2 separate regions of the Mus musculus genome follow, and region 1 is linked to region 2. Evidence: chromatin contacts called from public Micro-C data. All regions are on one chromosome and are shown on one strand. The core of a region is the stretch at or near the end of the contact, and the rest is flanking DNA. Distances in the headings are between cores, read along the strand shown. Region 1 overlaps Klf12 (Kruppel-like factor 12). Region 2 has its middle 57 kb from the start of Klf5.

Region 1 (4,545 bases), core at 130-2,629, 760 kb after region 2:
CTCTAAAGAAAAGCTACATTGAACCTGTGGCTCAAAAGAGTTCATGAGCTGAGGAGAAGATGAAATCCAGTTTATGTTTCACCAATTCTCTCTGCTTTAGGTACTTTCTGGATCAGACATCTACACAGGCAATCAGAAAGACACACAAGCGGGACCCAAATTGACTTGTAAAACACATCCCAAATATGCCAACTTCAACTCGAGAAGCTGAATCAACTCATGGAGTTGACATGACTGATCCTGAGGTTTCAGGGAAGTCTCTGTGCTCAGTGGCCTTAGAGAGGTGACAGGACACTGAAGAGATCTTACTAAGTGGGTATGCATATGTGTGTGTTTGTGTCTGTGTGTGTGATAAAAGAATTATACATATACATGTATAAATTTGTATTATATACATACAAATATATATTCCCAAATGTGCATATAACTTGTTTCTTGTGGGTTAATCTTATCAACTTATTAAAAATACATCTCAACATTTGTTAATTGGTGAGTACACCAAATCTGTGTATATGCATATATATGTCTATGCATATATATTTGTATGTATAATGTATATGTATATGCTTATATATGTGTGTGTATATATATTATATATATTATATATATTATATATACTATATCTATATCTATCTATCTATCTATCTATCTATGCAGTTCCTAAATACTTGCCTACAGGGTGATAAAAGGTAGTATTATTTCCGGAGTTTGATGTTTTTCACTTTTCAGGCAGCTGGTTTTCGTGAAAAAGTTAAATAAGTACGCCATTCCAACAAATCACAGGGGAGATTTTATTACCAAATTCTACCAACAGGGCACACGCAGAACCAGTGAAGGGCTCCCTAATGAGAATATTCTAAGAAGTACAACTTCGAAAGCCTCTCCTGGCAAATAGTTTCTTTGAGAAAACCAACAAGAAGAAAATGGCAAGCTGCCCTAGCTCTCCTTAGTCACAAGGAACATTCAAAAAGATCACATCTCCTGGCTTACTAAGACTTCCTGTCAGGTTTTCCCGGAAGTACACAGCGTTGACCATATTTTGCCAGTATTTCACATTCTAACAGATGCAGGCAAAAGCAGGTACAATATTGCTAGATATCGCTGGTGTACCCAGTTAACGTCTTCCAAACTTAGAATCCTTTCTTCAAGGCGGGGGTGGGATGGGTGGGTATCCGTTACACATGAAGTTCTCAGATTAGAACTTGTAGCTTGTTGCCTCCAGTTTGCAGCATTACCAGCTACTCTGGGGGGGGGGATGTGTGGCTCTACAGCCCTCCACCACTCAGCTAGCTTCTTTCAGCAGCTCTGGGAATCTCCCCCCACAAAGCCTCCCAAGGTCGTTTCCTTAGTAGTCAGTGAAGGATGAGTTTCCTACCCTGGAGCAGCCTTACCCAGCTGAGAAGGGGAAAAGATACCTTATAAGGGAAGGCTGGGCCAAGCTGTACATTAGTGTGGGGGTGGGGGTGGGGAGGGGAAGGACTGGCTGGAAAGGAAGGCTTAATGAACTGTTAGAGTCTGATTAGAGGCTAATGTCCCTTTTAGTGTTCTGGACCAATTTACAGCTGGTGTACTCTAACCACTGTCTCCACTTGCTGTGATAAACTTAGCAGTTTAAAAACTGCAAGCTAGCCAGGGCTTTGAAGTGAAAATCTGAAATCCTAACTGGGTCTATTTAGCCAGGGTCCATAAGTTTGTGTGTGTGTGCACATATGTTTTAATAAAGTCCAATTTTCCTTGGGAATAACCCCATTTCTATGCTTTTTCAGAAACATGCCCAGCCACAACCATAACCAACAACATAGACAGCAATGTTCCCAGCTGGGAAACACAGCCCCCATAGCCGAGTTCTTTCGGTCAGTAAAATGATTGATAATTAGTGCAGACAACATTGCCACATTCACAAATGAATCATATTAATCTCTACCCCTAGGATTCTAACCCCACTTAAAAGACTTAAGGAGCACTGAGAGCCCCAACACTCTGAACCATCACCAGGAAGGCGCTGGGGGGAAGTGATACAGCATCCAGTAGTCAGACAGAGTGAAGACACTTCTAACGTACTGGTAGCTACATCTTAACAAACAAGTCCAGACACATAGGATGTCAGATGACTGCAGAATTTAAGTATACAGTGGGTTCTGACAGTTTGAAGTTGCTGTCAAACATATCTTGCTACGATCTCAATGAAAACATATTGGCTATGGAATCAATGGGTCCGGTGAACCCCAAGAGGTAAACACAATGATATCACCATCAATCTTGTCCTGGAGCTATTTGTATACTTATGTTGGATCAATATTTTGATGGTATATGTCCCTCAGATTTATAATTTATACTATATATATATATATGTATAAAACTATATACTTATATACAGCATGTATACCTTGTTTCTTATGAGTGGATTTTATCAAAAGTACCACAAAATTTATAATAATAATTACTTGATTATTATACAAATCCATGTAAAGTTAATGAGAATGTCGCTTTGGATATATCTACCTTCCAAGTAAGCCTTGTGCCACAGTACTCCCACAGATGGCAGTTTTCTTGGTCAAACGTCATAGGAGCACAGGGGTGACTGATTCAAGCACCGCAACATACTCAGAACTGATGTGCAGCAAGAAGGTCTGAACTGCAGTGACAGTGACTCGGGCATCCATGGAATGGACATGACCCCTAGGTCAGCTTCTACAAATTGTTCTACCCTACAGCGCAGGACTTTTCTTCTCCCTCCTCCAGACTGTGAGACAACTGGAATAGCGAAGGCCTGGAGAGTCATTGCCCAACTGTTTAATCTCTATATTTAATTGCTAACCAGAAAGTTCCTAATGGTGTTTGTTTTGTTCTCTGATGGTCCAGGATATAGTTGCTTAAATATAAGTATCTTCTTCATAATATATACGGCTATGGGTGAAGAGACCTCAGTTGTAGCTGTCTCATTTTGAAAGTGATGTCAGAGATGGACAAACAGTTCAGAATGCAGAATGCACTGCACTAAATGTTGCCATAACTTTATAGCAGATTCGTACAGGTTTCCCAGGCAAACACGCTCAATGCACAGAGTACCGCCCACACGGTGGGTGTGCTAACCAGCAGGAGAAGCAACAGAATCAGATTACAGGCAACTTGAGCTTCTACATAAAAGAATACCTCGGAGGAGGTGACCTCCCATTGTGTCATTTCTACCACACTACCAAACATTAAAAAATAAAGTGACAGCAGTATTTGCTTTGTCAACCCCACCATAGATGTGGTGATTAAACTACTAGGTAGATAACAATTCCAAAACCTGTGCAGAAACTCCAGCGAAACTACTAGGTCCTCCCTCTCATTCTGAGTAAAGTTCGCACACACGTACTGGGTTAGAATAGTGCATGTGCCTAAGTTACCATTTCAATTTCCTCATCCTTCTGTTAACAACTAAAATGCCCACCATTTGCGTATTTCCTATGGACCTTGCTAAGCGCCGGCATTATGATGCTCATTTAATGCCCACGCCAACACAGTGGGTACCTCTAGCTAAGGTTGGTTGACACTGGATAAGATTCACACATCCCATAAGCAAAGGATTGCCAGTTCCCGAGGCCTCACAACTAGTCAGTGGCATCTTAATGCAAACACAGTGCGTAACCCCAAGCTTTGCCTTTCTCAATGATACTCTACTTAAACACCCATTCACACTCCTTTGCCCCTTTATCTTCCTTAGCAATACATGCAACCTACTCACAAATGCAAAAAAAAGATGAGCAAATTATTGAAGTTCCAATGAAAGGAGTTTTGGAAGTCTCAGTCACCATTCCTCTTAAGGCTCAGCTGGCTCAGTCAAGTGAAAATCTTTTGGTAACTGGTCGCAGCTATATTTTAGTGAATAATAATGTTAAGCCAAATCAACATCCCGTTTCAAAGCTATTTCATATTTCTTCATGTTAAATTGAACATATTTTTATCTTACTGAGGTTATGTCTCTATCTGTAAATGTCTCCTACTTCATTTAGCCCGTCAGTCCCAGCCTGGTTTCAGCATCAAGGAATTCTGTATAATTTCATCTGCAGTTTTTTTTAAAATACATTCTTGGTAGCTTGCCCATTATTTCCATAATATGGAATGCGTTTGTACAATTGAGTAATATATTACTTATTTTATATGTGGGATATATGTTCATTGGAATTATATTTTACTTATAATTGCTTAGATTAAGAGTAAGTGTGTTTTTTACTGTCCTCCTATATCTTCACTGGTAACTCAGTTTGTATGGGATATACTAATACCCTACCTACCTGAAGGGACACAAAACAAACAATTTTAACTGAAACGTTTTCCTTTTAGCTTCTACCTCAACTTTCCATGTTTCATTGTTTTTCAATCTGGAGAAGGGTATCATATTAATGAACACACACACACACATACACACACACACACTCAGAGCCAAGGCTGGCCTAGAACGCAAGCCTCAAGCTTTAACCTCCCAAGTTATAAAAGTGTAAGTGTATGCCTAGATGCCTGGCTTATGATTACATTTCATTTACAGAACTATATTTCACA
Region 2 (4,725 bases), core at 65-2,564:
GGTTTCAAGAGAGAAACAATGTAACTGTAACTACATTACAATCTCAAAATTTAAAATTAATAATAATAATAATAGTAACAATAATAATAAATACAGCATGCTGTTTAGCCAGATGGTGACTGTAAAGTTACTTTAGGTAAACTCAGTTTGAATAGTTTTACATATATCCAAACAATTAATCAAGTCCAAAATGTTCCAAGAAACAGCAGACAAAACTATAATCTAGTAAACTATATAATCTAGTATAACTATAAACTAGATTATAGTTCTGTCTGCTATTAATCCCATAATGTGGGCTTTGGTCATTAAAATTACTCACTGCTGTGAGCACCCCCTTTTACCTGGTTAGGAAAAAATGCCGGTTGGTACAGATTTAGTTCCTGCTTTTTTAACTGCCACGTTTTTTTTTTTTCTCCATGCACTTAATTTCTCATGCAAAAGAGAACATGTTCTTCTTGTAAAATTCCACCTTACAAAGCAGTGTGTGACACACATGAATTTGTCTTCTTTTGAAATGTCACATCAGACATTCTCAGCCCTTTTGTTCTTGATAAATACAAATAATTTCACCCATTTTAAATTTTATGAGGGAACGAATCACACATCGTGTTCTGTAATTTGATCGTCTTGCCTGGTTCTTTTTCTCATCAGTGCTGAGAAGTTTTTTTTATTTATTTTTATTTTTATGGGCTTAGGGGTTGACCCCGGAGTCTTGTCCATCTATGCTGGGTCAGTGCTATACCTCCAAAACCTGCAAAAGAGAGCATTCAGGAGCACTGTGCTAAACCTTTTGGTTTAAATCATTCTTCTCTCCTGAGTTTCGGTCTACTTCCCCAAATTACCATCACAATGAACCTCTTGGCCCAGTTTCAGTAAGTGCTTCCATTTCCCCTACTGAAGAGCCTCAGGCTTCTCCAGGTCTTGTGTATTAACTGCAAATGTCAGCAGGTGCCAGGTTGAGGTCTTCTCCTTCTTCTTCAAGGATTTATTTATTTTATATATGTGAGTACACTGTCACTGTCTTCAGACATACCAGAAGAGGGCATCAGATGTCATTACAGATGGTTGTGAACCACCATGTGGTTGCTGGGAATTGAACTCAGGACCTCTGGAAAAGCAGAGGGTGCTCTTAACCACTGAGCCATATCTCCAGTCCCCAGTCCCGAGGTTTTCTTCTCGACTCTTCTCCCATTTGCAGAAAGTCCTGGAGTTGAACTGCAAAACTTTCTCCATTGAGATTCCCTATGGATTAGGGGGCAGGACAAGGTGATGACCGCAAGAAACTTGGACACCTGCCAGCTCACTAGCTCTCATCCTCAGAAGCAATACCTACGCTCTGTACTCTCCTATAGCTATGGCCTCTCATTCCTCTTGGCACAATAATCTAGCTTTGCCAAAGAGCAACAGCAGCCCAATGTTCACTTCCCATTCATTTTCCTACCCCTGCGTGTGGGCTGGGCCCCACCATAGCTACAACTTGAAAACAGCTTCTTCAAGCCTTGAGGTGGTCACCTTTGGGGTGGATCTATCACGCCCTTCTTTCGTCATCTGCCTTCCAGGAACCTATCAAGACACCTCATCTATTTCTGTTCCATCTTCGCCCACCCTCAGGTATCAGCAGCTCTTCTCTACCAGTAAGCTCTGCGTGGGAAGAATCAAAACACAGCCCAATCAGTTCCAGCTTTGAGACTTTGGGATGGCTCTAAGTCCTCCTATTTCTGCCATTTTCCTGGCTTGCTTTCCTCTTGTGTGGGCTTCCTTCTCAGGCTGCAGTAAGGGAAGGCTGGAGTTATAGATTATTCAGACGCCATTAGAACGAAGATAAAATTTTATTTCTAAGAGTTACTTGGAAAAGATGGTTAAGGGTTTAACCTGGCTTCCTGCAATACTGCGTTTCCCTTTCTTTTTTGACATGAAACGTCACTGTACATCCTTGGCTGTCCTTGAACTTGAAAAGATTTACAGGAGACTGAGTGCTAAGATTGCTAAATTCAAGTGCCAGGAAACCTTGGCTTCCTCTTTGAAGTCACTGGTTTGAAGATAGGGTTATGGGAACAAACCAGTGCTTCTGGGATTTTTTGTTTTGTTTTGTTTGTTTGTTTACTTTTTTTTTTTAAATTCTGTTTTGAGACTGAGTCTCACACAGCAACCCTGGCCTGAATTTGCATCATAAACCTGCCTACCAGCCTGGGTCTCCTTGGTGCTCACGCTATGCCACCACACCCAGCTTTTATAAATTGCTTGTCTTTAAATATTTTAATTTCAGGGTTACTCCTTTAATCACAGCCCTCCCTCGGGAGGCAAGGTAGGCAGATCTCTGAGTTCAAGGCCAGCTAGGTCTACAAAGTTCCTTGACAGTCAGGACTAAACACAATAACTCTTATCCCAGCACTTGGGAGGTAGGAGGTTGAGGAGCTCTGTGAGCCTGGTACCACCCAGGTCTATAGAGTGAGTTCCAGCAGCCAGGGCCACATAGAAAGACAACCAACCAACCAACCAAAACCCCACCCAAACTCAAAACTTTTAATTTATGCCTAGCTCTGTATGACTCTGGAACATTGTTCTACACCTAGGAAATGCGTGTACGGCAAACAGTAAGGACAAAATAGTGAGTCAATTAAAAGTCACACAGCCAATTATTTTATAGAAAACTTATTTTTAAAAAACTTTATGACTGCCCCTCATCAAAGAAATTTCTCCTTGCAACCTAGGCCATTACAGAAAACCACAACTTAATCAAAATGAAGATCTGTGGCGCCCAGGCTCAGCTGATACAACAACACAACTTCTACCTCTGTGGCTCAGGGATCACCGTCATCATGGAAGAAGAGGAGGAAAGATCGAAGAGCTAGAGAGACTGCAAGTGTGCTGTGAGATTGGGTCTCCTAGAAATGTCAGAGAAGAGCCGGGCGTGGTGGCTCACGCCTTTAATCCCAGCATCTGGGAGGCAGAGGCAGGTGGATTTCTGAGTTCGAGGCCAGCCTGGTTTACAGAGTGAGTTCCAGGACAGCCAGGGCTACACAGAGAAACCCTGTCTTGAAAAACCAAAAAAAAAAAAAAAAAAAGAAAAAGAAGAAAGAAATGTCAGAGAAGCAGCAACAAGGAAACTTCAGTAATCTGGCTGCCTAACAAAATCCAAACAATTACAACAGAGATGCTGATGTGGAAGGGGAAGTCTCTCTAGGCCTCAACCCCAGACAGAGTTACTGCCAGGAAAAAAACACTGAGAGTGGGAGAAATAGTTTCCCTAGGGAAGAACACACCAACTGGCAATCTAAAACTAAGTGGTCAGCTATCAAATTATCATATACATACAGGTAACACTATATAGATTGTATTTTGTGTGTGTGTGTTAATAAGAATTAAAGAAAAAGAAGCCAGGAATTTGAAAGAGATTAAGGTGGGAGGTACACAGCAGGGTTGAAAAGAAGGAAAGGGAGAAATAATACGAGTATATTATGATCTTAAAAAAAGAAGAGCTGGAGAGATGGCTCAGCGGTTAAGAGCACTGACAGCTCTTTCAGAGGTCCTGAGTTCAGTTCCCAGCAACCACATGGTGGCTCACAACTATCTGTAATGGGAATCTGATGCCCTCTTCTGGTGTGTTTGAAGACGGTAACAGTGTGCTCATATCAATAAAATAAATAAATCTTAAAAAAGAGAAGAAGGCTGGGCGTGGTGGCGCACACCTTTAATCCCAGCACTTGGGAGGCAGAGGCAGGTGGATTTCTGAGTTCAAGGCCAGCCTGGTCTACAGCGTGAGTTCCAGGACAGCCAGAGCTACACAGAGAAACCCTGTCTCGAAAAATCAAAAAAATAAAAAAAACAAAAAAAAGAAACAAAACCAAACCAAAACAAACCAAACCAAAACAAACAAACAAACAAACAAAGAAATGAAAAGCATTATTAAAAAAAAGAGGGGGCTGGCAAGATGGCTCAGAGGTTAAGAGCGCCGACTGCTCTTCTGAAGGCCCTGCGTTCAAATCCCAGCAACCACATGGTGGCTCATTACTAGCATAATGAGATCTGATACCCACCTCTGGTGTGTTTGAAAGACAGTTACAGTGTACATATATGTAATAAATAAATAAATCTTTACAAAAAAAAAGCTGGCAGTCGTGGCACACGCCTTTAATCCCAGCACTTGGGAGGCAGAGGCAGGCGGATTTCTGAGTTCGAGGCCAGCCTGGTTTACAGAGTGAGTTCCAGGACAGCCAGGGCTACACAGAGAAACCCGTCTCAAAAAACAAACAAACAAAAATTAGCCACAAGGCGAGCCGATCCCTGTGTGTTTGCAGCCAGTTTGCTATGCATAGCAAGGTTCAGGATAGCCAGGGCTATATAGACATCCCTACATTAAACATCACACACAAACACAGTCGTGACTGGTTATTTGAGAAATCTTTCCACGGAAACAGAACTTTCTATCTCAGACGGGGTGTCCACAGAGCAGCAAACAGAGAGGCTCCTGTTTCCAGTGCTGCCCTTTCTCCTGAAGATGTGATTTGCAGAGCTTTACAGGTGAATCTCTGGGGCTTGGACCTCCAGCTCCATCTTCACTTTCATGTAGAAAGTGAAAAAAAAAAAAAAAACAAAAAACGCCCAGTCTTTAGGGGAAACCATTTTCCTTTGCGCACAGCCGTCTTACACCATCCAAGTTCTTTCTGTTAACGTTCTTGCCACGCTGAGATTCTTCATATTTGTATTTCAGATTTTTGTTTTTGT

What was found. A called contact is a pair of places that touch in the nucleus more often than the background predicts.
Region 1: a contact with region 2 is called in a Micro-C map of embryonic stem cells, with 6 times the contacts expected there. The contact joins two enhancer-like sites. A contact is called at or near these places in 2 of 39 promoter capture datasets (pre-B cells and stem cell-derived epiblast-like cells) and 1 of 484 Hi-C or Micro-C datasets (embryonic stem cells).

Annotation. Positions count from the first base shown.
Region 1 is chr14:100,110,527-100,115,071 of GRCm38.p6, forward strand. All of the region lies in intron 1 of Klf12 (Kruppel-like factor 12), which reads right to left. Among named protein-coding and RNA genes, the nearest start is that of Klf12, 37 kb to the right of the region's middle. Within about 2 kb of position 1,380, at least 20 of the 459 cell types and tissues checked have an H3K27ac peak or open chromatin away from gene starts, as enhancers often do. A contact at or near this core is called in embryonic stem cells and stem cell-derived epiblast-like cells, where this site is marked.
Region 2 is chr14:99,353,372-99,358,096 of GRCm38.p6, forward strand. No RefSeq gene overlaps it. Among named protein-coding and RNA genes, the nearest start is that of Klf5, 57 kb to the left of the region's middle. Within about 2 kb of position 1,315, at least 10 of the 459 cell types and tissues checked have an H3K27ac peak or open chromatin away from gene starts, as enhancers often do. A contact at or near this core is called in embryonic stem cells and stem cell-derived epiblast-like cells, where this site is marked.